2 separate regions of the Mus musculus genome follow, and region 2 is linked to region 1. Evidence: chromatin contacts called from public promoter capture Hi-C data. All regions are on one chromosome and are shown on one strand. The core of a region is the stretch at or near the end of the contact, and the rest is flanking DNA. Distances in the headings are between cores, read along the strand shown.

The links. Capture Hi-C pulls out chosen DNA fragments and counts their contacts.
Region 2: a promoter capture Hi-C map of liver shows a contact between it and region 1, with 2.1 times the contacts expected there. The contact joins the promoter of Amigo3 here to the promoter of Rbm15b in region 1.

Annotation. Positions count from the first base shown.
Region 1 is chr9:106,885,577-106,888,513 of GRCm38.p6, forward strand. It overlaps Rbm15b (RNA binding motif protein 15B), which reads right to left and starts at 1,499. Exons shown (of 1, transcript NM_175402.5): 1 at 1-1,499. The coding sequence starts at 1,391.
Region 2 is chr9:108,051,673-108,054,706 of GRCm38.p6, forward strand. It overlaps Amigo3 (adhesion molecule with Ig like domain 3), which reads left to right and starts at 1,487. Exons shown (of 1, transcript NM_177275.4): 1 at 1,487-3,034. The coding sequence starts at 1,708. It overlaps Gmppb (GDP-mannose pyrophosphorylase B), which reads left to right. Exons shown (of 9, transcript NM_177910.4): 9 at 1-248. Rnf123 (ring finger protein 123) reads right to left here. Exons shown (of 39, transcript NM_032543.2): 36 at 773-915; 37 at 542-636; 38 at 363-448; 39 at 1-288. The coding sequence ends at 168.

The DNA.
Region 1 (2,937 bases), core at 249-2,748:
GCCTGGGCTGCGTCCAGGCTCTCGTACTGGATGTAGGCAAAGCTGTCTCCTTTGACGTGATCGATGGTCCGAATGCTCCCGAAGCGATCGAATTCCCTGGCCAGGGCCGCCAGCGAGGTGTTAGGTCCGAGACCACCCACCCAGAGGCGGGTGGTGGGGTTAGCCTTGCCGTAGCCTATCTTTATGGGGTTTCTGCCAATCACCCGGCCAGACATAGCCACCTTCGCCCTGTGTGCCATGTCCAGATTCTGAAACTTGAGGAAGGCATAGGCACCACCCTGGCCGCGGGCAGGCCTCTTGATGACCACCTCCTCGATGATGCCGTACTTCTCGAAGGCCCGTCGAAGCTCCACCTCAGAAACACTGTGGTCCAGGTTGCCGATGAAGAGGTTTCGAGTGGCTCTCTGATCATCCTCCGGCATCAGGTCCTCCTCGCACACGGCCTGGTAGCCGTACGGGCGGCCGCGGTCGTCGTACAGCCCGTAATAGTCCAGGGCTCGCTCTCGAGACAGTCCCACGGCCGCCGCGGCAGCAGCATCCAGGGCGAAGGCTGCGGCGGCGTGCCGCGCGCGGGGCTCCCGCAGGGGCGGGGCGGCTACCGGAGACAGCGAGCGCTGCTTGTACTGGTAGCCACCGTGCAGGGGCAGATAGCCCAGGGGGTCGGCGGGCGCGGGAGGCCCGGGGGGCGGCGTGGAGGCGGCGGCGCTGCTGCTGCTACTGCGCCGGCTGCTCCCGCCGCCGCGCAGGTACACCGGCTCCACCTTGAGCGGGCGATCGTAGAGCAGCAGCTGCCGGGCCAAGGCGTGCTGGCGAGCCTCCCGCGCGTCCTGTGGGTGCCGGAAGTTCACGTAGGCCACGCGGCCCAGCTCCGGGGTGTGTGACAGGCGCAGGCTGATCTCCCCGAACCGCTTGAACTGGTGGAAGAGCCGGTCCTCCAAGTGCTCGGCCGGCAGCGCGGGGCTCAGGCTGCTGATGAGGAGCGTCTTGTACTCCGGAGCCGCGGTGGAGCCCGGACCCGCGGGTTCCGCCCCGGGGGGCGGCGGGGGCGGCGGGAGTGGAGATGCGCGGGGCGACGCGCCGCCAGCACCCGGGTCCCCGGAGGCCTTGCCGGTGCGTCCCCCGCCTCCGGGCGCGCCCGAGGAGCGCCCGCCGCTCGCCCGGTGATTCGCATCCCCGGCAGCGCGCCCGTCGCGATGCCCGCCGCCTCCGCCGCTGCCGCGGGGCTTGTCGCGAGCCCGCGCCGGGACCGGGTGCTTGGTACCGCCGGAGGCCTTGTGCGCTGCCCGCCGCCCGCCCGCCTCTGCCTCTCGTTCGCGCTCCCGCGGCCGCTTGGCGGACGATGACGAGCCACGCCCGCTCGGGCTGGAGTCTCGCTCGCTCTGCCGCTTCATCGCGCCGGTTCGGCGGGCGGGCGGGCGGCCCGCGGGTCCCTCAGAGCGGCGGCGGCGGCGGCCCAGGAGGCAGCGCCCCCGGCGCCGCCATCTTGGACAAAAGGACTCGGCGCGGCGGCGGCGGCGGGGCGGGGCGGGAGCGGCGCCGAGGGGCCCGGCGCTGCGTTATCAAGCTGCGCCGGCCGCGACACGTGACCGCGGTGGGCGGGCCGAGAGTTTCGCTCGCTGCCTATCACGGAGCTCCGTGGCCCCGCACCACGTGACATCTTGGCAACCAGAGGAAGCGGCCTGTCTTGCGAGCTTTGGCGCCGCCGCGTGGCTGCCGGAGCCCAGGCACCCGGCTCCTGGGTCGCGCGCAGATTCCCTCTCGAGCTCGGCAGGCCGCGGCTGCGCTTTCGCTTTGTGCTCCAGGGCTTGCTTGCTACTCCGGGTCCGCCTATCTTTTTCCGCCTCGGGGCCACGCCCACCGGAGCAGGTGTGGCCGCTTGGCCCGAAGCCAAGTGTTGCGCGTCCCACTCCAACCTGCCACTAGATTGAAGAAACTCTATTTCCTTCCATGGAGTTTTCTGATTAGGACCAGAGTTGGCCCCCTTGAAAATAGACACACAAGGATGCCTACACCCTGCCTAGGACCCACATCCAGGCATCTTATGCATTCGAATTCTTCAGGCACTGTCCTGATAGACACAGGTGAGACCTCCCCGGGGTCCAGGTACAGAAACTAGAATGCGTTTGCAACCTACAGACAGGCATCTTGGTGCCACTGGGTCCAAATTTCTGCTGTAGGTGTCTGGGCGGACAGGAGGCTGGGAAGGTGGGGCTGCTGAGCCAAGGGTAAAGAGCAGGTAATGCCATTATCACTTCTTGCCAAGTTGACAGACTGCTGGCCAGTGTTCTGACCACATCCAGGAGATGAGGTGAAGTACCGGCAAGAGTACTCAAAGGCCCCTAGGGCTTATGCTCTCCACAGACGGTTGCTGGATCATTGATGCATCTGTAGGATGTCGAAGAACGCACCCAGCTCTTCCCTCCTCCCATAAGCAGAAAGCAACCAGCAGGAGGAGAAAGTGCAGGAGGAACTTGGAAGAAACAGCAGAGGGCTTCATGTAAGGCCCTGCGAATGCAAAGTGAATTTGGGGACCACACAAGAAGATAGCTAAGACGAGCCTTTTGGAAAACATAACTTCTTAGCAGTTGCTCCTTTCTCATTATCTCTGGAGGCAGCAGGAGCAAAGTTTCCCCACTGAGGCACAGTTCACAAGTGCCAGCAAAGGGAGCAACTGAAAACCACAGTGCACACAACTCCCTCAGGCCTTCCACTACAACCAGCTCACACTGCTTCTTTGTAAACCGATTCCTGCCAACTTTGCCAAAAATATAGGTAAGCAAGGGTCCTTGTTCTGATGCTAGACTGGAACCCCGATGAATGAATAGTTTAAGTACCAGGCGGGGTAAAGATACGCTATGGTCTGACCACCTGTACTCAGCTCACAGTTCTCCTTCTGCATAGGCTGAGCCAAATGTAAATGTCCTTTAGACTTAACAG
Region 2 (3,034 bases), core at 237-2,736, 1.2 Mb after region 1:
GTTTGGAATAATAATTTAATGCTCACTGTAGCCTGGACTGGAAGTCAAGCTCAGGCTCCCACCAGCGAGGCTACACACAGGCAGATGGGTGGGTGGAAGTGGTAAGAGTGAGGGTGATGGGTAAACAGGGCCCGGTCTGCGGCTGATGGCGGAGCTTCCAGGATGGCCTAGGCAGCTGAGGACATGGCGCTTGTGTTGGCTGCCTTGTCCCAGTCCTCTACAGATACAATGGTGGCTTTGCAGAAGAAGCAGTCCTTGTTGTTCATCAGGTGCTGGTTGATGCAGGCTCTACAAGAGGGGAGGGAAGGAGTGCTACCTCGTGCGTCCTAATTTGCCTCCCCAAGTCCATGGGGCCCACTTACTTGCAGGATTTGTGACCACAAGGCTGGAACACAGCAGAGATGGGGTGGGCGTAGCAGATTGGGCAGAGGTCCTCTTCATTGGTGGGCTACAGGGCAGAGTGGAGGAGTTGGGCTGGGATCCTTACCCCTGTCCTGGTGTTTACAGATTAGTAAAACGGCCTCTGTTATGCCACACTCACCAGGGAGGCGGCGGCCGCCTGGGCAGATGCAGCGGTCAGGTGAGCCAGCATCTGTTCCACCTGGGCCAGCTCCTCAGCGCTGATATAATCTGTATCTGCATCAGTAGTAGGTAGCATCAGGGCCCCTGTCGTCTGAGAACTCAGTGCCTCTTGAATACTCCCAGGCAGGGAATTTGCTATTGAGGATCCTGAAACTCTTCCCTGACCTGACCCACCCGCTGGTTCACTTACAACTCTGTAGAGAGAAGCGTTTCCGGTCAGGGGCAGGCAAGGTAGTGCCAGGTGCTAGGGGCTCTGGCTGCCCCAGGAGATAGCATATGGAACGAAGCTGGAAGCAGGGATCAGCCAGGAGCACAGAGGTGGCTTGCTCTGTCCTAGGTAGGGGAGGGTGCATAGGTCGTAGGAAGGCTTTGAGCCTGTGTGAACATTTTCTCCACGTGGGACAGATGAATATCCAGAGGCCTCGCTCATTATTATGCCTCCACTCTCCCCCCTATTACTTACCAACCCTCCCAGGTGTTTGGTCCCACATGACCTGAATACCAGTTTAAAGAGAAGGGTGCTATTGATAAAAAGGTGCTTGCTACCAGCTATGGTAACTTGGGTCTGATCCCCAGAACCTCACAAGTCGTCGTCCGACGTCTGCACGAATGCTCACATACACAGACATAAGTAAATCTAAGAGAGCAGCAAGGACTCCACCTACCCCATTACACACCAATCCTCTGAGGGCTGAAGGCATTCTCCCCTAAGTCCTTTTGCTCTTCAAGAGGGAAGTCAGGCTTCCAGCCAAGCAGACTGGGACACTGGGGCCCTCTGGTGGCCACACTGGCTTTTTAAGTGCCAAGAGATGTGGCTGCTCCGCCCCTTAACAGCAGGAGCCAATGGGAACTTAGGTCCCCGCCCCTGAGCGGTCATTTCCTAGCTAGTACTTAGAATCCAGTCAGAAAGCTCTTGGAGAAGCTAGAAGAAGGGCTGCGGGCCCCACCTCACAACCCAGACCAGAAGAGCAGGAGAAGCCGGCTGGGCAGGGGGAGCCAGCGTTGTGCCTCTCGAGCCATGGGCCATAGGGAACCACAATCCGCAAGCCTGTGCAGAAGTAGGTGAGTCTTGGAGCTGTTGACCTGCACTGAGCTGTCCCCATATCTTCCCTGGTAGTCACTGGCATGGCCTGGCTAGTGCTATCAGGTATACTACTATGCATGTTGGGTGCTGGATTGGGCACTTCAGACTTGGAGGATGTTCTGCCTCCTGCTCCCCACAACTGCCCCGATATATGCATCTGTGCTGCCGATGTGTTGAGCTGTGCGGGCCGTGGGTTACAGGACTTGCCGGTAGCACTGCCTACCACTGCTGCAGAACTCGATTTGAGCCACAACGCACTCAAACGCCTGCACCCGGGGTGGTTAGCGCCCCTCTCCCGGCTGCGTGCCTTGCACCTAGGCTATAATAAGCTGGAAGTCCTGGGCCATGGTGCGTTCACCAATGCCAGTGGCCTGAGGACACTTGACCTGTCCTCTAATATGTTAAGGATGCTCCATACCCATGACCTGGATGGCCTGGAGGAGCTGGAGAAGTTACTTCTGTTCAATAACAGCCTGATGCACTTGGACCTGGATGCCTTCCAGGGCCTGCGCATGCTTAGCCACCTCTATCTCAGCTGCAACGAGCTCTCCTCTTTCTCTTTCAACCACTTGCACGGTCTGGGGTTAACCCGCCTGCGGACTCTGGACCTCTCCTCCAACTGGCTGAAACATATCTCCATCCCTGAGTTGGCTGCACTGCCAACTTATCTCAAGAACAGGCTCTACCTGCACAACAACCCGCTGCCCTGTGACTGCAGCCTCTACCACCTGCTCCGGCGCTGGCACCAGCGGGGCCTGAGTGCCCTGCATGATTTTGAACGCGAGTACACATGCTTGGTCTTTAAGGTGTCAGAGTCCCGAGTGCGCTTTTTTGAGCACAGCCGGGTCTTCAAGAACTGCTCTGTGGCTGCAGCTCCAGGCTTAGAGCTGCCTGAAGAGCAGCTGCACGCGCAGGTGGGCCAGTCCCTGAGGCTCTTCTGCAACACCAGTGTGCCTGCCACTCGGGTGGCCTGGGTCTCCCCGAAGAATGAGCTGCTTGTGGCGCCAGCCTCTCAGGATGGTAGCATCGCTGTGTTGGCTGATGGCAGCTTAGCCATAGGCAGGGTGCAAGAGCAGCACGCAGGCGTCTTTGTGTGCCTGGCCAGTGGGCCCCGCCTGCACCACAACCAGACACTTGAGTACAATGTGAGTGTGCAAAAGGCTCGCCCCGAGCCAGAGACTTTCAACACAGGCTTTACCACCCTGCTGGGCTGTATTGTGGGCCTGGTGCTGGTGTTGCTCTACTTGTTTGCACCACCCTGTCGTGGCTGCTGTCACTGCTGTCAGCGGGCCTGCCGCAACCGTTGCTGGCCCCGGGCATCCAGTCCACTCCAGGAGCTGAGCGCACAGTCCTCCATGCTTAGCACTA